Linked DNA regions of Mus musculus: all the other regions are linked to region 1. Evidence: chromatin contacts called from public HiCAR-type, HiChIP or PLAC-seq and promoter capture Hi-C data. All regions are on one chromosome and are shown on one strand. Each heading gives the region's core, a stretch centred on a gene start, on an enhancer-like site or on the middle of the called end of the contact. The rest is flanking DNA. Distances are from core to core; before and after follow the strand shown. Region 1 holds the start of Fbxo30 (F-box protein 30). Region 2 holds the start of Sf3b5 (splicing factor 3b, subunit 5). Region 3 has its middle 27 kb from the start of Utrn. Region 4 overlaps Stxbp5 (syntaxin binding protein 5 (tomosyn)). Region 5 holds the start of Stxbp5 (syntaxin binding protein 5 (tomosyn)). Region 6 holds the start of Stx11 (syntaxin 11). Region 7 holds the start of B230208H11Rik (RIKEN cDNA B230208H11 gene).

Evidence for each region. Promoter capture Hi-C pulls out the DNA fragments that hold promoters and counts their contacts. HiCAR-type assays count read pairs that join an accessible place to other places. HiChIP or PLAC-seq counts read pairs in DNA pulled down with a chosen protein or histone mark.
Region 2: a promoter capture Hi-C map of pre-B cells shows a contact between it and region 1, with 13 times the contacts expected there. The contact joins the promoter of Sf3b5 here to the promoter of Fbxo30 in region 1. A contact is called at or near these places in 4 of 39 promoter capture datasets (cranial neural crest, hippocampal neurons, liver and 1 more), 1 of 484 Hi-C or Micro-C datasets (CD4 T cells) and 2 of 115 datasets of contacts at active chromatin or transcription factors (astrocytes and large pre-B cells).
Region 3: a FOXA1 HiChIP or PLAC-seq map of pancreatic cancer cells shows a contact between it and region 1. The contact joins the enhancer-like site here to the promoter of Fbxo30 in region 1. A contact is called at or near these places in 4 of 39 promoter capture datasets (cranial neural crest, hippocampal neurons, maxillary cranial neural crest and 1 more) and 1 of 115 datasets of contacts at active chromatin or transcription factors (pancreatic cancer cells).
Region 4: a contact with region 1 is called in a promoter capture Hi-C map of hematopoietic stem and progenitor cells, with 4 times the contacts expected there. The contact joins the enhancer-like site here to the promoter of Fbxo30 in region 1. A contact is called at or near these places in 10 of 39 promoter capture datasets (the 3T3-L1 cell line, the C10 cell line, the HPC-7 cell line and 6 more), 2 of 115 datasets of contacts at active chromatin or transcription factors (acute myeloid leukemia and stem cell-derived neural progenitor cells) and 1 of 9 other capture datasets (adipose tissue).
Region 5: a contact with region 1 is called in an H3K27ac HiChIP or PLAC-seq map of trophoblast stem cells, with 7 times the contacts expected there. The contact joins the promoter of Stxbp5 here to the promoter of Fbxo30 in region 1. A contact is called at or near these places in 4 of 39 promoter capture datasets (the C10 cell line, liver and pre-B cells), 1 of 484 Hi-C or Micro-C datasets (adipose-derived mesenchymal stem cells), 5 of 115 datasets of contacts at active chromatin or transcription factors (acute myeloid leukemia, astrocytes, pro-B cells and 2 more) and 1 of 9 other capture datasets (liver).
Region 6: a promoter capture Hi-C map of pre-B cells shows a contact between it and region 1. The contact joins the promoter of Stx11 here to the promoter of Fbxo30 in region 1. A contact is called at or near these places in 7 of 39 promoter capture datasets (the C10 cell line, the HPC-7 cell line, cranial neural crest and 4 more) and 3 of 115 datasets of contacts at active chromatin or transcription factors (astrocytes, large pre-B cells and stem cell-derived neural progenitor cells).
Region 7: a contact with region 1 is called in a HiCAR-type map of astrocytes, with 6 times the contacts expected there. The contact joins the promoter of B230208H11Rik here to the promoter of Fbxo30 in region 1. A contact is called at or near these places in 13 of 39 promoter capture datasets (the 3T3-L1 cell line, 3T3-L1-derived adipocytes, the C10 cell line and 10 more), 2 of 484 Hi-C or Micro-C datasets (both in embryonic stem cells) and 5 of 115 datasets of contacts at active chromatin or transcription factors (astrocytes, embryonic forebrain, embryonic stem cells and 2 more).

The regions. Positions count from the first base shown.
Region 1 is chr10:11,280,006-11,282,732 of GRCm38.p6, forward strand. Fbxo30 (F-box protein 30) reads left to right here and starts at 1,325. Exons shown (of 3, transcript NM_027968.3): 1 at 1,325-1,495.
Region 2 is chr10:13,007,021-13,009,720 of GRCm38.p6, forward strand. It overlaps Sf3b5 (splicing factor 3b, subunit 5), which reads left to right and starts at 1,430. Exons shown (of 1, transcript NM_175102.4): 1 at 1,430-2,163. The coding sequence starts at 1,603. The coding sequence ends at 1,863.
Region 3 is chr10:12,887,206-12,889,905 of GRCm38.p6, forward strand. No RefSeq gene overlaps it. Among named protein-coding and RNA genes, the nearest start is that of Utrn, 27 kb to the left of the region's middle. Within about 2 kb of position 1,381, at least 58 of the 459 cell types and tissues checked have an H3K27ac peak or open chromatin away from gene starts, as enhancers often do. A contact at or near this core is called in pancreatic cancer cells, where this site is marked.
Region 4 is chr10:9,879,166-9,881,865 of GRCm38.p6, forward strand. All of the region lies in intron 2 of Stxbp5 (syntaxin binding protein 5 (tomosyn)), which reads right to left. Among named protein-coding and RNA genes, the nearest start is that of Stxbp5, 21 kb to the right of the region's middle. Within about 2 kb of position 1,351, at least 122 of the 459 cell types and tissues checked have an H3K27ac peak or open chromatin away from gene starts, as enhancers often do. A contact at or near this core is called in the HPC-7 cell line, acute myeloid leukemia and hematopoietic stem and progenitor cells, where this site is marked.
Region 5 is chr10:9,899,649-9,902,348 of GRCm38.p6, forward strand. It overlaps Stxbp5 (syntaxin binding protein 5 (tomosyn)), which reads right to left and starts at 1,392. Exons shown (of 26, transcript NM_001081344.2): 1 at 883-1,392. The coding sequence starts at 1,035. It overlaps Gm46210 (a long non-coding RNA gene), which reads left to right and starts at 1,665. Exons shown (of 3, transcript XR_001779713.1): 1 at 1,665-1,849.
Region 6 is chr10:12,962,911-12,965,610 of GRCm38.p6, forward strand. It overlaps Stx11 (syntaxin 11), which reads right to left and starts at 1,349. Exons shown (of 3, transcript NM_029075.1): 1 at 1,090-1,349.
Region 7 is chr10:12,921,690-12,924,389 of GRCm38.p6, forward strand. B230208H11Rik (RIKEN cDNA B230208H11 gene) reads right to left here and starts at 1,438. Exons shown (of 3, transcript NR_038028.1): 1 at 885-1,438; 2 at 1-28. n-TLtaa3 (a tRNA gene) reads right to left here and starts at 964; the gene lies at 882-964.

The sequences.
Region 1 (2,727 bases), core at 75-2,574:
TGGTTGCCACTTATGGAAGAGCAGAGGCTTCTGTTTGCCCTGACTCCTACTCAGCTTGAGGTGGGAGATGACCTAGTGTCAACTAGGTGATTTAGAGAGGCAGAAAGCCCCAAAGTACAATCAATCAGTATGGGAATGTTGAAGCTGTAGAGAGCCTTTGGGATTCCCTGCCGCAGTCCCCTTATTTTGCGGAAGGGGATGTAATGGAAGGATGTGTGACTCAATCGCGACCACCTGTCATGCACAAGCAACTCTCCCACCATTTCATCTGTCTGCTTCACTTTTCTTACCTGGCCCCTTTGGGTCTCACGCTCTGGGCTGACCGAAAAGCGCCTACCTCCTACAGCCAAAGCAGGCAAAAAAAAAAAAAAAAAAAAAAAAAAAAAAAAATACAGCGTCCTAAGCACCCCACATATAAGCACTAAATATTTCAAAAATCTGAATGTCTTCATTAAACCAAACCAAACCCCTGACCTTTACAGTGTGCTCAGTCTTAAGCTCCCCAGGGTTTTGTGTAGTTGTATGAAAGTGCTGGTTTTTAAGGTGAAGGACGGTGACTCTCGTGAGCCACCGTTTCCAACAGCTGGGGAGTAAAACTGCAGTCACCAGAACGGCCACCCAAGGGGGTTTTCTCACCTCCGCCCCTCCGCCAGCCAGGGCCAAGGCTCCTTCACGGTGGCTTTGAGGTGGGAGTTGGCAGGAGGCCTCCAGACGGGGTGGGCGTCGGTGACATCACCGTCCCTCAGCCTCACGCCCGGGCCTGGCGGTAGTAACGGGGACGCCTACACGCGGGGTGTGTAGCCCTGGATGGCCACGGGAAAGCTCCGGCCCTAAGACGTTTCCCAGAAGCCGCGCCGCGCCCTCTGGAGGCCGCGTGGCTCGCCCCACCGAAGCCGCCCGCCGCGGGCTGACGAGCAGCAGAGCCCTTACAAGGGGAAACGGGTCACAGAGCAGAGCGGTCACCGAGTCACAGGGCTCGGGCACGTGAGGTGGTGGCAGTTACCACCGACAACGGGGGCTGACCTATTTCCTGCGAGTGCGCGCTAGGAGGACGGGTCGCGCTCCTGGGCCTGCGTCCTCCACAGTGCCACAGGGGCTCGGAGAGTCCTTCCAAAAACAAACAAAAAGCAAAGGCGCGAAAGGCGGACCCGGCAGGGAGCACCAAGGGAGAGGCTGCCCCGTGGGTTCTCTGCGCTCGGCCTGACCGGCACAGGACAGCGTGCGCATCCTCGCCCGCTGTGCGTGCGCGTGCCCGCTCACCCGCTGCCGGGCCGGGGGGCGGGGCGCAGCGGGGCGGGGCGGGGCGCGCGAGGAGGGCGGTGGCGGTTGGAGGCCGAGGAGAAAAGGCGGCGGTCCGGGCAGGGCGGAGGCGCAGAGGATTGGGACGGGACGGGCCCCGTGCGTGGTCCGGTCCGGTGCGGGGACGCTGCGGAGCCGCCGGGCGCTAAGGCCAGAGAAGCCAGGGTTTGAGCGGCGCTTCGGCCCGCGCGGGCTGGTGAGTGTGGCGAGGCCGCGGGAGGCTGGCGCGGGGACGCGGGCGGGCGGGCGGGCAGCGGCCCGGACGGCGCGGGCCCCGGGGGCGGCGGGGCCGGTGGAGTCGGCGCAGTTCAGAGGCTTCCGTCCGGCTGGCCCCGTCCGGGTCGCGCCCGGCCGCCCGTGTGGCCTGCCCTTGAGGCTCCCGGCAAATGGCGCCCCGACCCCCGGGGACGCGGAACCGGGTGAGACCCCCACCTCCGCCCCCACCCCCACTGAGCGCAGAGGAGCCCCGGGGGACCCCGGAATGCGTGGCTCGCACCCTCTGCCTCGTAGGGACTTGAGGAGTTTGGGCGCAAACGGGTTAAAGGACGGCGAGGCATCTCCAAGTGTCTCCGCGGGATAAGCGAAGTTGGTAACTTTTCCATTCATGGAAGTGAGAGGCGCGGAGGCTTAGCTGTGGCCCTGGTTAAAGCGAGACTTAGGGATCACCCCCCCCCCCCCCAAGTTCCTGGGTTCCAGCTCGTGGAGTCCCAGATTGGAAGCAGGACAGGGAACGCACGGCGGATTCAAAGTCACTCGGGGATTACATTTTAACCTCGACGGAGGCCTGTGTTTGCCGCGTTTCTCCTGCTCCCCTCTCCCTTCTTTGAGTCCCGTGGTAAATCCCGGATAAAATAGATGCTTGGGAAGGAATTGACCTTTTCTTCCATGATTGCTTTGTTGACTGTGATCCAAGATGAAGTTATTTACGGGCATTCTGGTATCAAAGAGGGTTAACGTTTTTAAAACGAAGTCTCAAAAAGTTTCTGAGGTTCTTTTTTTTATTTGTTCCCTGCTAAATTTCAGGCAAAGTAAGTTACATTAACACGCTCTGCACGCTTTTATGTTAGTTTTCCCAAACAATCCTGTGTTGACTGACAAAGAGACAAAGGATACCATGAAGTATCCCTGTTTGATTTTTCTAAAGCATACAGTTTCGTTGAATCACTCTTCTTTATGCTTAGTCACTGTTTCTTGCTGTAGTAGTTTAGTTGAGGACAACATGTTTTGCTAACTTCTTAGATCACCAGTTTATACCCGATACTTAACATAGGGACATAAGCTTTTGTGTGTGTGTGTGTGTGATTCTAGAAATAGTAGGTGTTTTATGAATGATATAAGAAAACTGGAACTCTAATATTTCTGAATGTTTAGATTTAGGTTTAAAGGGTTTTTTGTTTATTTTTTGTCTTAAAATATAAAATACTTAAA
Region 2 (2,700 bases), core at 180-2,679, 1.7 Mb after region 1:
AAACGACAGTGAAACAGTAAACAATTAAAGGGTTAAAATGAAGCCTGACAAGGTGACTAAGCCTCTGATAGATCACTTCAAAGTCTGAAGCAGGTGCAGAGAATTTGAGTCCCTGTCTCAATAAATAAATAATAAGAGACAGGTATAGTATGGCTGGATGGCATATCCACAGGTATTGCCGTATAGTCTCTATATTTTAGGAATAAGATGTGTATTATGTTGTCTAAGTCTTGGTGTTGGTTGGTTTTATTTTTTTTTGAGACAGAGTTTCTCCTTGTAGCCCTGGCTGTCCTGAAACTAGCTCTGTAGACCAGGCTGCCCCTGAACTCAGAGATCTGCCTGCCTCTGCCTCCCAAGTGGTGGAATTAAAGGTGTGTGCCACCACCACCTGGCATGATGCTTATTATGACAAAATTTAAACAGAAGAATTAATATTGGATGGAGCGGAACTCACCTCTAATCCCAGCATTCAGGAGGCAAAGGCAGGAGGATTGCTGTGAGCTCAGGGCCAGATCCTCCCCCCACCAAGTAAACAAAAGTACCCCCAAACTCCTGTATTTTCAAATTGTCTGTCATTGTCCATTCTCTTTGGCTGTGACTGCTCTTACCCCATTCCTAAAATGGTTTTTTGAGAGTACAATCTACATCAGGCTATACATGTATCCTTAAGGGATACCATAAAAGAAGTACAATTATCTTTTCTGAGTTGTTTGTAACGTGAGAAAGTGCACAACCCCCAACGTAAGGCAGTAATCAGCAGAAAAACACAGGTGACTAGAAAGAGAGGTGTTCTTTCTATCTATCTATCTATCTATCTATCTATCTATCTATCTATCTATCTATCTATCTATCTATCTATCTATCTATCTATCTAGTCTTGAACCACATCTGACTTCAAGGAATAGCTTTTGAGTGACCTAGAGCAAACAACCCCTCAATGGGTTGAGAAACGGGAGCCTGGAGCTCGTTGTGGGAGCCATTAGTGAGACTACTGGGGCTGACACTGATCACCAAAAATACTTTTCCCAGTGCCCAAATTCTAAGAGACAAAGCTGGGACCGCGGGGGAACCATGCTGCCACGTTAGCTTCTAGGTACAAGAGTTAATTTTCCTGGTTGCTTGTAGTTGAAACCCTCTTGGATTTCCCCTTCTTAGTAGCCCAGAGCCGTGGGATAACTCTCAGAGGCCGTTTGCCATCGTCCTACAGCAGCCAGGCAAAAACAAAACAAACAAAACAAAACCCTAAAACAAACTCTTTGGACTACTTGTTCCAGAATGCAACGCTCAGACTAGAACGTGATCACCCGAGAGCCACTAAGCGGACCATCATGCAACACTCTTCGAAGTAGGCGGGCTCCGTGAGGAGACGGCCCAGTGTTTCCTAGGCAACTCCAATCCCGCGACAGACGGCACTTCCGCTTCCGCCTAGGAAAAGACTGTCTACTCCTGCGTCTCGGTGGCGTCTTTCTCCCGCGCCTGCACGAACTGAGGTTTTGCGTGGCGGCGGCGGCACCGGCAGCGGCAGCGTCTCTCACTTGAACGCCGCGAGCGGCAGCTTCTCGTCTGTGTCCTGACCTCGGAGCCTACGAGCAGAGCGGCGCGATGACGGACCGGTACACCATCCACAGCCAGCTGGAGCATCTGCAGTCCAAGTACATCGGCACGGGCCACGCCGACACCACCAAGTGGGAATGGCTGGTGAACCAGCACCGCGACTCCTACTGCTCCTACATGGGCCACTTCGACCTCCTCAACTACTTCGCCATTGCCGAGAACGAGAGCAAAGCCCGCGTGCGGTTCAACCTGATGGAGAAAATGCTGCAGCCCAGCGGGCCGCCCGCGGACAAGCCCGAGGAGAACTGAGGTGAGCGCTGCCCAGTCTTCCCCGTGTGCCGGCTGCGAGCCTCCTTGCTCCTGCATCTCGACCATTCCGTGTTGGCTGTGTCGCCTGACCTGCGTACCTGTGGAGGATTCGGAACAAGTCATGGAGAGACTGTCCGGGTCCGCTCCTTGTGAACTGTGCAGAAGGAGTGATCCCAGCATCGGCAAGCGAGGGAGAAGACTGCACGAGAGTGATGCGCATTTCGAGTCTGCTTTTCGATAGTTGATGTCTTCTTGCCTTTTTAAAAAACCATATATATATAAAGTTTAGGGTTTGCTCTATTCTTTGGTATGGATTGCTGTGTTCTTTGGGAGGTTATTAGGAGAGGGTTCTGTGGATCAAGGTTTTGTGAGAGTATAAATAGGAAATGGGGGCAGAAGCACAGGGCAAGTCCTTAAGTCGTCACACACACTTTTATGATATTATCCCACCTCAATAGTCTTCACGCGTACAGTGTGTCTGGTCCCAAAGAAACCTTGAAGCGCGGAGATTGCCCATATCCCTTTCCTACCCTTCCCTTTATGCGCTACCCCTTACCCCTTTTTCTTGATGATTACCCTTTGTGTCTTCAGAAATGATAAACTGGCAAACAAGTGGTATCACGTCCCCATCCTGCTCAGCGCCCCATTCCCCCCACCCCTCTTCCCTTTTCACCAGAGCATTTTCCAAAGGTTTGAGGGCATACATTATGCCAGCTTGAAGAGTTTACAACTTTAAAAACCATGCTTACAATGCTACTTTACTGAGATGTCATTTGAGAACAGATTTTAAGGAATCAAGAGAAATGGCCATGCAGGTGTTTTCCGGCCAGGGCAGAG
Region 3 (2,700 bases), core at 131-2,630, 1.6 Mb after region 1:
ATGTGGTCGGGTCAGCTGAAGAAGTGACTAGGAGCCAGGATCTGGAGGGGCTCTGGACCTGACAGATTCCTTCTGGGACAAACCTCCAAAGGTTGGTTGTTAATGGAAAAATATCCTGGAGGTATGCATAAAGTATGGAGTTGTGCCTTCAGGCAGATTTAAACAATACTCTAGCCCCTGCCTGCCTCCCAACATTACCCCAACCCTGAGAGGAACGGCACTACCTTCATCAGGACTTAAGTCTGAAAAGCCTATCCTGCCTCTGGCCTTCATGTCTTCCAATGCTACCCACTGCCCTGCTTCAATGAACAGAGAATCTTCCTTATTTTGAAGATTTATTTTCATTGCTTTTACATATTTGTATGTATCTTAGTTAACTTTCTATTGCTATGACAAAATGCCATGACCAAGGCAACTTATAAAAGAAAGTGGTTAACTTGGAGTTCACTGTTCTAGAGGGTTTGACTGTAACTATCATGGTAGGGAACACAGTCCTGGGGCAAGAACTGAGAGCTTACATTTGATCCAAAAGCATGAGGCAGAGAGAGCTAACTGGGAATGGCTTTTGAAAACTCAAAGCCTGGCCCTTAGTAACATACCTCTTCCAACAAGGTGACACTTAACCCTCCCTAAACAGTTCCAACAACTGGGGACCAAGCATTCAAAGTTAAGAACCTAGGACGGCCATTCTTATTCAAGCACTCAAGCTGGAGCTCAGGCTGCAGGCACACAAACACTAGGAACTGAACTCAGATCCTCTGGAAGTGCAGCAAGCACTCTTACCTACTGGGCCAGCTTCCAAGCCAAGGGCTAACAGTGGTTTGAAGTAATGAGAATTCTTGAACAATATCTAGGCCATACACTGCCTCCCCTGCCCTTCTCTGCTTGATCTCAGTAGCTACAGCATAGCCTCAGTCATGGGAGGCCCTGAAAACTTCAGACAAGGAGACTTTTAAACGTTGGTTATTCTGGGACATTCCAGCCTGAAGCCAAAACTTATCACCCACCCAAGAAAGGAACTCAAATGTCCCACAGCAGGGGCTTAAAAACCTCTATAATTAGAGAGAGAGAGAGAGAGAGAGAGAGAGAGAGAGAGAGAGAGAGAGAGAGATGGAAAAAGCATACATAAACTCTGAAGGATAATCTGTCCATTCAGGAAAATTTCAAGCGTGCTCGTGGAAACATCTTTAGGATACAGACAGCAGATGAAAGGGCACAGTGGGAGTAAGCCTAAAGATTTTTAATGAATCAGGACTCGCGGGCATCAGAGTTAGCCTTAGAAGGCTTGTGGGTGTGGCTTCAGTAAGCACCGGACCGCAGGCGCACACACCCCACGTTTCCTGAGTCAGACTTTCCAGTGAGTGGGTTGAAATGACATCTTGGGTTTCACTTGGTGGCTTGGGAGTTCGCTGTAACATAACAGCTACCTCTCAGTGCTGTTTGTACACCTTATCAAGTGCCCCACAAGAGAATTTTCTAGAACGTGCAGAGGATGCTTCACTCAGTCTACGAGTTCTCGGGACTATCTTTGAAAAGCAACTAACTACCTCAAACGGAATGCTTGGTTTTTGGAAACTTGAAGCCGTTTAATTGACTGAGAGAGAACACTTGTAATGGTTGGTAATTTTAAGTCTCTGATATTCTTGCATATTCACCCCACCACCACCTTTGCCATTTTTGCCTGGGCAGGAAAAAGCCCAGGGCTAAGTGCCTTAATTTACCCCTTGGGCGCCATTCTCCATGGGTGTGAGTTATGAAAGGGTTAAAAGGCAGTGGTGGCACCCATGCCCCAACTGTGGGCCTCGCATATGTGTGAATAGATGTTGTAGCTGTACATAGGCATGGTGTAATGCCTTAAAAATTGACTGGGAGGATCAGACAGATGGTTTAGCCGGTAAAGGTGCTTGCCACCAAGCCTAACGACCAGAGTTCGATCCCCATGACCCACAGAGAGAAAAAGATCCCACCCTCATTCTCAACACGAGATTGTCTTCGCACCTATACCCTTGTGCCATAGCACACTTACCTCCTGAACAAAGAAGTAACCGCGATTTTAAAATTAAAAAACAATGTCTGTCAGGCATGGCGGTGCCTGCCTTAATCCTAGTGGTCAGCAGGTAGAAGCAGAGAGAACCCTGTGAGTTTCAAGGGCAGCCTAGTTTACATAGCAAGTTCTAGGATAGCCAAAGCTACAGAGATCTGGTTTCTGTCAGCAGCAGCATCAACAATAGCAACAATTTAAGAAGATAGTTTTCCTTTTAACTCAGTTGCAGTCCTTCTGGGACTTTTTTTTTTTTTTTAAAGATTTATTTATTTATTATTATATGTAAGTACATTCAGACACTCCAGAAGAGGGCATCAGATCTCATTATGGATGGTTGTGAGCCACCATGTGGTTGCTGGGATTTGATCTTAACTGCTGAGCCATCTCACCAGCCCCTTCTGGGACTTTCTTATAAAATAAGTCCATTTGATGCTGTTATATCTTCAGCTACTTTTTTCCCTCTTGAGATAGGGTTTCACGTAGCCCAGGCTAGTCTCAAATTTCCCATGTAGCCAAGGATGCCTGGTTTCCACACCTGGAATGCTGGACTTGCTGTGGGCACCATCATAGTTAGTTAACGAGTTGGGAATCAAACCCAGGGCCTGATATATACTTAGTAGAGCATTCCATTTAGTAAGCTAAGCACCAGTTCCCAG
Region 4 (2,700 bases), core at 101-2,600, 1.4 Mb before region 1:
CAGGAAGAGGACACAGCAGCCCTCAAAGCCAGAACGGCAGTCTCTCCCAGCAGGCTTTGCTCTGCACAGCACAGTGTCTCCGCACTCACACAGGCGTGAGTACTTTAGAATGACACCCTCTCTAAGCAGACAGTAATGAATATGGCTCTTATCTACCATCTGCCTCACTCACTACTGCTGTCCATATGGCCAAGCATTAATCCAGGATTTCTCAATTCTGATTCTGAATCACAAGCAGCCATGAGATTAAAAGAAATAAATAACAACAACAACAAAACAAAATCCCTTCAGATGTCATGCTCCATGCCAGACTTGGGAAATCAGAATCTCAAGAGAAGAAAAGCAAGTGGGTGCTTGGACCCAGTGTTGTTGTTTCTGTGTAAATGATGCTAATATAGACCACTGTTTTTAAATGATTTATAAGAGACATCAATTTCTAAATATTATCTTCCAGCAATTATGGATTACTCAACCACCTCCCCATAGTTACTATTTCTAAGACCTACAGTTATTGTTTACTCCTGTGTGACTTCTTCTAACTGTCTAGCAGAAATATGCTCTTAACAATGGTATGAGAAACTGGGCATGGTGGTACAAGCCTTTAGTCCCAGGCCCCAGGAGAGAGAAGAGGCAGGCAGGTCTCTGTGAGTTTCAGGGCAGCTAGGGCTATTACACAAATCAAAAGGAAAGGAAAGGAAGGCCGTGGTGTAAGGACTCTTTATCAAAGAACGGAACATGCCTCATTTCATTTCCTATACGAATGCTTTCCAGGGGAAAGTCTCTGCCAAGTGACAATTTATACTTTCACACTCTTAACCTATACTTAGAGTTTCATTTACTTAGCAAATGTCAGTTTTAAACCCTCTTTTTTAAGGTTACTTTCCCCCCATCACCACCTATTAATCATTATTATAGAATCACCGTTTCTGGTCTAGTACATAAGGGTCCTTGAGAGCCATCACTGTTAACAAGAAGCAAAAAGCTGAACCAACTAGAACAGTAAATCACTCTTAGATCTGTTAGAGAAGTGAGCTCACAAGACAAACTACTGTAACTTGAACAGGCTGGTGACTAGAGAGAAGCAGGGTGCTGGGGATGCCATGGAGTGAAGAAATGGCCACTGTCATTGATATGCTACTGAAGGACTACAGTGGATGAATTTGAAACCCAAGACACCAGACAGTTCAGTCAAGGAGGAGAGGAGAAGGACTCCACACTTCTGTGAATTTTACAGCTCAAAGCTGAAGTTCTCACAGTAAACATAACAAAAAGAATTCCCTTCTGCTCTCCACACACAGCGGAGTCGAGGAAACCACATCTATGTCACAGCAGTGGGTTCTCAAGTTGCCTTTCTAAGACCTATGTGCGCTACGTGAGTCAGCAAACACACACAAGGAAAATGCCAATTTCAGTGAAGCCTTTGAAGCAAAGAAAGGGGAACAGTAAACTGTGGTATAGAAGTGCTGAGCCACAGGGTTGTGGGAAGGGAGGAGGGACAGAGGAGGACAGGCTCGTTCAAGATTAAGACCCAATTGAAAAACTGCAGATACCTACCTTTCCCAATTCCTGGAACAGCCCATTAATAAGATGTCTCCTCAATGACTTCTTTTACTCAGTATAGCATACTCAGCTAGCAAGAATAATCACAAGACAGCCTGAAAGGCCAAACACAGTCTCAGACAGAGCAAACATGAAAACTCAAAAACATGACGTGTGTCGGAATTAAACCAGTCATTTAAGACTACCATCACCAAAATGAGAGCAGTGAAGATGTATAAAGCTTTGTCTAAGGTCAGATAGCAGACATCCTATGATGGAATCAAATGAGGACAAGAACTTATATTGCAAGAGTTAAGAAGTGTAGCTGTTAAATGAGGAGGATGTCAGCAACTTCACCTATGATCTAAATGGTGGACCAGATACCAACAAGGACACGAACCCTCAATATAAGCAGTATCATACAAACCTTCCAAAACTGTCAAACAAAGAGAAAAAGATAAATCCCTACCTGCCCCACTCCCAAAAAACAATCAAAATGTTACAGAACAAAATTTCAACAAAGTGTGTAAACTACAGAATAAATACTTTGTGTAATGGAACAGTCAAATGAAAAGAGAAAAATTTGAGAATTCCCCTAATTAATGTCAGATGATAAACTACAGATCCAAGAAGCTCAGAAAATACAAAGGAGAATAAAACACAAACTAAAAGAACATCCTTTATCTTGAGCAGGACATGGTAGCATCAAGCTACAATCCCACAATTCTGGACTATACAGGAAAACCTTGTACAGACATAAAACTAATAAAATCTTACCAAAGCACTCTTACATCTGTATGTTCAAATTACAGAAAATTGATGGTGAACACAAAATAATTTTATTTATAATGAGGATAAAAACTGTAGTTCACTTCTCAGAAACAAACAAAGGAGAACGAATACTAAAATAGTCACAGTGGATGGGAGGGGAGGCCTTCTACAAACCACTAAACATTGTATAAGGAAGAGTTATGAAGACTTGGTCATTTAACACTCATGTGTCTTGAAAGAAAAGTTTTAGAGGTTATTTTAAAGAGAAATAAAGAATTAAGTAGGCCAAAAGTTCAAATTTGCACAAAGGAAAAACAACAGGGAAAAAAACAGAGTAAAATAAAAAATTAATATATCTTATTCTACATGGATCAAATAGATAATAACTTG
Region 5 (2,700 bases), core at 142-2,641, 1.4 Mb before region 1:
TTGAATGCTAAATTTAGGGAGGGATTTCTAAAGAAAAGTTGTCATGAAACTAATAGAAGGATTTAGTTAAAGAACCAGCATTTGCAATTCTAACGATGAAAATGGGTGCGAAAAATAATCTTGTAATTTTGTATTACGTCCGGAATAATTTTAGGACATAAGAACCGAATTGTACGTAGGCTTTTAAATCACCGCTGTAGGAAGGACCTAATGGCTATCTAGGAAGCAGGCGATTCTGGATAGGGAGGCTCATATGCCTTTCTCACCTAGCAGCTGGGAATTAATCCGCTGCATCATTCTTTCTGAATTACATACAAGACCTTGTGGCAATCATCGTGCCAATTCACTGACAAAACCCTCCGCGCTAAGTTTTTAACCAAACAGGCTAAAAAGAATCCTGTGACTTCAGGTGGTGAGCCGCTCGCACGCATTCTAAGGAAAAAGTGATGCGAAAAAAAATAATAATAAAAAATAAAAAACCTGGTTGAACAGGTTTGCCTTGCCCACAGACGACGTTCATCACACACTGCTGGAAAATTTCGACGTCAGTGGAAGATAATAAAATATGCGCGAATATAAAAAGTATTTCTAGGCCACTGTTACTAGCATCTAGATGGGGATTAAAGGCAAGGGTTGGGTTGCCTTGAAATGATTGCTTTTTATGAAAGGGAAAAAGACACCGACTTATAAGAAGTAGGGGATCTCTGTCCAAATCCCCCAGCAAGGCACGTCTGTCAAGGGTGGGGGGCGCCTTCTTGGAGCGCTGAGCTCCATTGGCGCGCTCTGCCCTCGCGCTCCCAGGTGCTGCCCAGCGGCCCCCTCAAACGACCCCAATCTTCCCACGACAGCTTGGCCGGGCTGCGCGCTCCCCGCTCCCTTCACCTTGCAGAGTTGGAAGTGTTCGGACTGGAGCGTCTCCTGGATCTCCGGCTCCCGGTTCCCAGGCGGGTGCTGCTGCTGTTGCTGCTGTTGCGAGGCCGAGGACGAGCCTGCGGTCAGGCCGTCCAGCACCTTCCTGATGTTGAATTTCCTCATGGTCTCGCCCAAGGGTCTCCCCGCTGCGAGGCCCAGGTAGGGGAGGAGGCACCGGCTGCGAAGGAGTCCGAGCCGCTGAAGCCGAGCGGCGGCTTCGACCGCGGGGAGCGAAGGAGCAGCGGGGAGCAGAAGATAATCCCAACAGGAAGGGCTGCGACGACGGGCGGGCGGGCGCGCGGCGGCGAGCCTTCTTCCTCCGAGGCCGCCGCGGCTGCAGTGGCGCCGGACGCCGCCTCCTCACCTGGTCGCGGCCGGGCTCCCGCCGTCCCGCGCCGCTGCCGCCGCATCCATGGCCCGCAGCCCGGCAGTCCCCCGGCAGGTCCCGGGCTCGGCCTCCGTTCAGCGCAGCCGCCCGGCCCGCATGGCCCGGGCACCCGGGGCCGGTCTCCGCGCCGCCTGTCGCTCTCTCCCCGGATGCTCGCTGTCGCCTCCCGTGAGCCTCGGACCCTGGCCCTCAACGCTCGGTAGAGCAGGCGGCGAGCCGCGGTTCCAGCGCCGGCCGCGGCGGTGGCGGCAGCTGGGCCTCCGCGGAGCGAGCTGCCCGGTGCGCATGCGCGCCGCCGCCCCCGCCCCCGGCCGGCGGCTTAAATCATCCTCCGCCGAGGACCAGGGGCAGCAGCTGGCGGACCCGCGGGCTCAGTGGCCCGCGCCTCCAGCCCTGTCACTCACAGCTCCCGCAGTGTGGTTTCGGGTTTGCTTGTATCTGGGCTCGCAATGGAACATCCAGGCAACGATTAAGTCAGTGGCAAGATGACAACTAAGAGACACCCAAAGGGAGAGAAGCCCAGCCTCCTTCATGAAGGTGTTGCTGGAGGTAAAACGAGGCTGGCGGGTGGAGGAAAGACTGGGGTCGGCCCCCTAAGGGGAAGAACTCCAGCGATCTCACCTTGGTCACCCATCATCCTGAATCCATTTGGCAGGCAGGGTGGGTGGCAGACAGCACTCCCCGCCACTCCTTGTTACAAAGTCCCGTCTACCTGCCAGTTTAATTAACCAATCGACAGCCCCCTGGAGTCTCTCTGAGATCATCCGGCGGGAGAAGGAGGTGAAGTTTTTTCTCAGATCTGACCGCCAATGTTCCTGCATGTCTCCCAGAGTGCTAAGAGACAGATGAGTGGTTCAAGTTTCCATCAGTGGAGAGAAATTGGTGCTGAGGGCGGAGAGAGCAATCCTTCTGGCCAGTGCATTCTATAAGCAAAGGTGATAGGGCTGGATAATCAGAAGGGGGGAATCCTTGGAAGACCTTCTATAGCCGGGGGCGGGGGGGGGGGTTGTACAGCAAGAAGCCAATCTTAGGTTTAGAAAGACCCCGCCCCTACCGGGGCGCGAGGGTGGGGTGGGAACAGCAATGCTACTAGGATTTGTTAGTTCCGCACCAAAATCAGAAGCACCTCCCTTTGCTTCGTTATTGGCTACATTCTCTCGTTCAGGACAGTCTCCTCACAGTATTGGCCTATGGGCAGACGGAGCTAGCCTTCAAGAATAGTAAACAAACCAATTAGGCTTGGCGCACAGGGCATTTCGGGAAGTGTAGTTCTCTAAAAGTTCTGTCCACCAAGAAGAAGCCTTTCAGTTGGAACTTTTTAAAACTTTGCTCTACGGTTTAAAACTTGTTGAAGTAGGAAGTTAATTCACGAAAGGGGGATGACGTAATAAACTAAACTT
Region 6 (2,700 bases), core at 99-2,598, 1.7 Mb after region 1:
CTGTCTCTACTGAGCTCCTAGATAGGGAAGTCTATTTCTTAGAGCCTTTATCCAGCCTCAGGGAGACTCAGCATCTTAATGTCTGGCTCCAGCAACCATCTACTTTCTTCAAAAGCTTCTATATGTTTTTTTTTAAGGCACTAATTTGGTAAAAATAAACTTTCTGAAATATTTTAAATTTCAGAGTAACTTACAATCACTTCATTAAATGTCCAGTTTCTACCAACTAGTGAAAACAACAGCCAAATGGTTATTGGATAAAGAAATTAATTTTCTCTTCAGCTTCTGTGGGAAAGCACATGATTTTAAGGGTTTATCTCAGATCAGCCTAGTGACCCTAGCTGGCATGTTGTCCCATCAGGCGCTCTAGGAAACTGAAAACTTGAATAGTTACTTCCTAGGCCGCCTGCCCCAGTTTGACAGTACCAGACTGAATCTTCGGTCTTATTCAAAGTACAGGAATCCAACCTCACTTTTCAAAAGCGTATTAACAAAGCCTTGCAATTGTAGTAGACTTGTGACTCATTTGTGGATACCCGTGTAGAAACAACAGCTCCTCCCTCTGCTGAGAAATGGCTCTAATAAGTGTGAGAGTCACAGGAAGTAAAACGCAGGTCTCAGCTGATGTTCGCGGAGCCAAAGAAGCCAACAGAATTCCGTGGTGTGGTTCTCTAAGCAAAGCCATCAGATCGGTTTCCTAAAACAAACTACCCCAAATCCTCCGTGGGAGCTGTTTCAACGCGGTATCAGTGTTCCTGTATTTCCTGGCTCCTGAGTCATACTGTCAAGTTCAAGTGGAGAAGTGTCCATTCTGATGTGTTAGAGAAAGTGGCGACCGAACTGAATAAAACACCTCCATTAAATAAAAACAACAAAAATTCAAAACAGAAGTTGCCTCAGGAAGCTTCAGAGTCAGTCTACATTTCTGAAGCACTTCTGATAACGCATTATATTCTTAAACATAAAAAAAAAAAAAAAAAAAAAAAAAAAAAAAAAAAAAAAAAAAAAGCTCTCGGCTCTAGGTGAGAAACCCAAAGCCTCGTCCTGAAGGTACCTAGAGGCACAGAGGGAACCACACCCCAAACCCACCTGCAGCTGCGCAGCATCCCTGCCAGCGCGGTCCACCACTCCAGCCAACCCCGAACCTGGGTCCCCGATGTCGAAAGAGTTAGAGAGCTAAGCAGACTCGCGGGACAAAACGAACCGTGATCCTGCGGGGCGCTGATCCAGCGTCCGGACGCCGGGAGGACACCGCGGCGTGTCCCCGCGGCTCTGCCCCCTCCGCTTCTTGCTGGCCCGGGCTGCGCTTCTCAGCCGGGGTCCGAGCCCTGAGCCGCAGGGCCGCGTCTGGTGCTGCTGGCTCCGCCCCTGCCGCGCTGAGGCTGCACAGCTGGGGACCAGGGCCCCGCCCCGGGGACGCCCTCGGCTAGGCGCGCAGCTTCCCGTCCCGACTGGGGTCGCCACGCTGCGGGTTGCTGGGAACCTAAGCACGAGCCTTCTTCCCCTCCTGTGCACCCCGAGATGCTGCGGGCGACGGTGTGGACCACCCGGGAACTTGCTCTTTCTTCTTCCTTGCTCTGGGATGGAGAGATGGGCGGGGCGGGATCCATCGGACTTTCCGCGGGAAAACCCCTCAGCGCGGATGACTTTTGCAGTCCAGAGTAGTTCCGAAACTAGGGCACTAGAAACCGTTTCTGAGCGTGGGTGTGGCTGCGCCAGCGGGGACCCGCACGACTGCCTAACCCGAGGTTGTGGACCACGTAGACACTGAGCCCCGCCTTCCACTAGCCCCTTCCTGCCTGCTGTCAGTGGGACACCCACAGGAGTATTGCCACGACCTTGTCCTCGTTGCCTGGCACCCTACTGGGGGCTCAGAAACAGAAAAGGGGCATTCTGGCTAGGGGGTGGGAAACCGCTGGACAAACAAGGTAGAAGGCTAGCCATCAAGAAACAAAGAAAGTATGAGAGGAGGGGCTGGAGAGATGGCTCAGTGGTTAAGAGCGCTGACTGCTCTTCTAAAGGTCCTGAGTTCAAATCCCAGCAACCACATGGTGGCTCACAGTGGCTCACAACATCCATAATGAAATCTGACGCCCTTCTCTGGTGTATCTGAAAGACACAGCTACAGTGTACTTACATATAATAATAAATAATATTTAATAAATCTTAAAAAAAGAACACAGGAAGAAAGAAAGATGATATGCATTGATAGGAAGCCACCGCCAGAAGAATTTGAGGAACAAGGTGTTACGGTAACCCAAAGTTATCCATCTAATGTGAAATGACCGATGAATCGATCTACTAATGTAAGGCCAGGTAAGGCCAGAAAGACAAATCTCCGGGGCAGAGCAACTTCAGGCAACTTAAGCAGAAACTCCACTTTCATGGAAAAGAAGCTTGTCTCTGCACTCTAAGTGTGGGCCAGCCTGCTCCTCACCTCAACAGAGGACTGTATGGAAAGGAGACGGAAAGTAGTTTTTACCACACACAGAGCAGCCACACAGTTCACCCAATACACAAGGTCAGATACTTAAAGCCAGGTAAAGGTAACACTTTATCCTTGGGGCCTTTCTCCTCCATGCCCCAGCCTTCTGTTTTGTTTTGCTTTTCATTTGTTTTGTTTTGTTTTTTTGAGTCAGGGTTTCTCTGTGTAGTCCTGGCTGTCCTGGAACTCACTCTGTAGACCAGGCTGGCCTCGAA
Region 7 (2,700 bases), core at 188-2,687, 1.6 Mb after region 1:
TTCTACGACTCCAGATAACTGAATGGACCTGAGGAACACGTGAAAATAAATGATCAATGGTAATAACCAACGTTTCCGAGGTTTTATGATTGTAGAGAGGGGTTTATTTAATCAGTGTCTCAACTTATTCAAAAGGCTGGGGAGTTCCTTGAGCCACGCCTACAAAATGTGTTTAAGATCTTGGACTGCTTTGATAAAAAACACTTTTGGAGAGAATAGGGTGGCACACGCCTTTAATCCCAGCACTTGGGAGGTAGAGGCAGGAGGATTTCTGAGAGTTCGAGGCCAGCCTGGCCTACAAAGTGAGTTCCAGGACAGCCAGGGCTACACGGAGAAACCCTGTCTCGAGAAACCAAAAACCAAACCAAACCAAACCAAACCAAAACAAAAAAACCCAAAGAAAATAGGAGAAGATAAAAATCGAAAATATTTCAAATTCTGGGTCTTCATGGTCAAATGGTACATTTTTGAAAGACTGCATGTGAACACGTTAAACTTTGAGGGGGGGGGAAATGAAAAGAAAGGAAAGAAAGAAAACAAAGGGAAAGGAAGAAAAAAGAAGGGGGTGGGGAGCGGACAGAGGAAAGGCAAAAGCGGACTTGTTTTTTTTTTTTTTTTTTTTTTCTTTTTTCTTCTGTGCAAAAGTACTTTTGCAAAAAGTTAGCCAATACCAGACCTCTCCGGGGAGCCTCTTCCCGCCTGGCTCAGGTCGGTTCCTGGAGACACGGTCGCTTCACTGCGGGAAATTGGGCTGCCTTGTAGCAGCGCCCTATTAAGGATTAAAGAACATTTCTTTCAACTGAAATAAGACTTCTAAATTTCCAAAAGCTCTGGACCTAAAAACAACTGACAGACCGCGGCAAGGAACAAAACAGCAACTTTACCAGGAGTGGGGTTCGAACCCACGCAGACATATGTCCATTGGATCTTAAGTCCAACGCCTTAACCACTCGGCCATCCTGGTGCAGGCGTGCTCTCTTCTCTTTGCTGTTCCTACAAAGCTCACAATACCGTCCTCATTTTCCCCAGTTACTCGAGGATGCTTCTGCGCAGGCTGCGCGGCGCTTTCCCGACCCGGCTACAGAGACTCGGAGACTGCCGCCGGGGTTTCGCGCCGCCGCCGCCGCCGCCGCTCACTGTCGCCCCGAGATCTCGGCGGCAGCGAAGGAACTGCAGGAGCAGAGAGCGGGACAGAGCTCTGGGCCGGCGGGCGCCGGCTCTCCTTGCTCACTGTAGGTGCGCGGGCGCGACAAACAAACTCCACAGCTAACTTCTGGGCTCCGGAGCGGAGGTGGGAGGGGTCCCTCGGGCGGTGTAGGCACGGGTCCGCAGGGCAACCATCAGTGTGTTTCTTCTAAATCGAATAGGTTCCCGGGGCCCGGCACCTGTGCGCGCGCGGCTTTCCTTCCTCGCCAGTGTTACCACATGCCGGAAGGAGGTTCCGGAGAAAGAGGAGGTTCCGGAGAAAGCTGTGTGGTCAGGGCAGTGTGGCCCAATCCCCCACCCCCTCCCTGGTTGTGTAGACACTGTCCCCTTTGCTCTGCTTCAAATGCAGGGTCAAGACCTCCTGGATTCCTGCCACCCCTACAGCTCCCCTAGAGGGCAAACTCTTGTTTTAACTTGTCTCCTGTTTTAGCTCCCCTTTTGTTGTTGGGACAAAACACCCACAACAAAAAGCAATTTAGGGTACAGCGGTTTATTTGCATTACTTCGGCTGTTCCTCAAAACCTTGGCTCTACCCCAGGGTTCAGGCTAGGTGTTTCTGCAGCTGCAGGCAGGGAGCTGGTGGCTGAGCCTTGCTCTGGCTGTCCCACCTTGTCCCTCTCCCCTAACCCACCCCCATGTTTGGTTTATACAGGTCTGGTGGCTTCAGTCTTTGACTGTAAACCTAGGATGCACTGTTTCACAAAGTGCCCCACTGTTTCAGACCTCCCAGTGGCTCCCTCAAACATTTTCTCAGTTTCACTGTAATGATCCAACTGCTCTACCATCTCTCACAGCTCTGTGACCCCCAGGGAACACCCAGCTTTTGGTTCTCTTGAGTCCTGGTTAAGTCTGACCGGACTCCTTACGAAGGAACTCTACTCTAGCATCCAGACAGCTCCTGTCTATCTCCCAATGGCGGGAACTCCACTGACCTTTGCCTGACCATGTTCCTCAATAGTACCTTTAGGGCATCCAGGGTAAGCACTCAGAGAAGTACACCAGAGAGCCTAGGTCCTCAGGCCTTGTTCTCTGTGCGGACACTGTGCTAGAGTCTGGAGGCAGCCTGTGGAATGTAACATGGGGTCAGTAACATGGGGTGATTACCTCACCAGGTGATCAGAGAGAGGCCTGAAGCTGCACGCAATGGGTGTTAAATGCAAATGAGAACATGAGAACATGTGCACTCTATAACCCAAGCATTGCTCTAAGCTCCCTACACACAGTTTTGTCTAGCTTGATTTTTTTTTTTTTTTTTTTTTGAGATAGGGTCTCACTATGTAGCTCTGGCTGTCCTGGAACTCTCTATATAGACCAGGCTGTCCTTAAACTCACAGAGACCTGTCTGTCTCTGCCTCCTAAATGTCAGGGTTAAAGGCTTAGAGTGAGTACCACTCTTCAGGGGCTCGGTTAATTTTCTTAATAACTGTAATGTAGGCGTTCCTATCCTCATTTTGAATGAGGCCATAGAGATCTCTTGCAGACTTGCTCAACTAA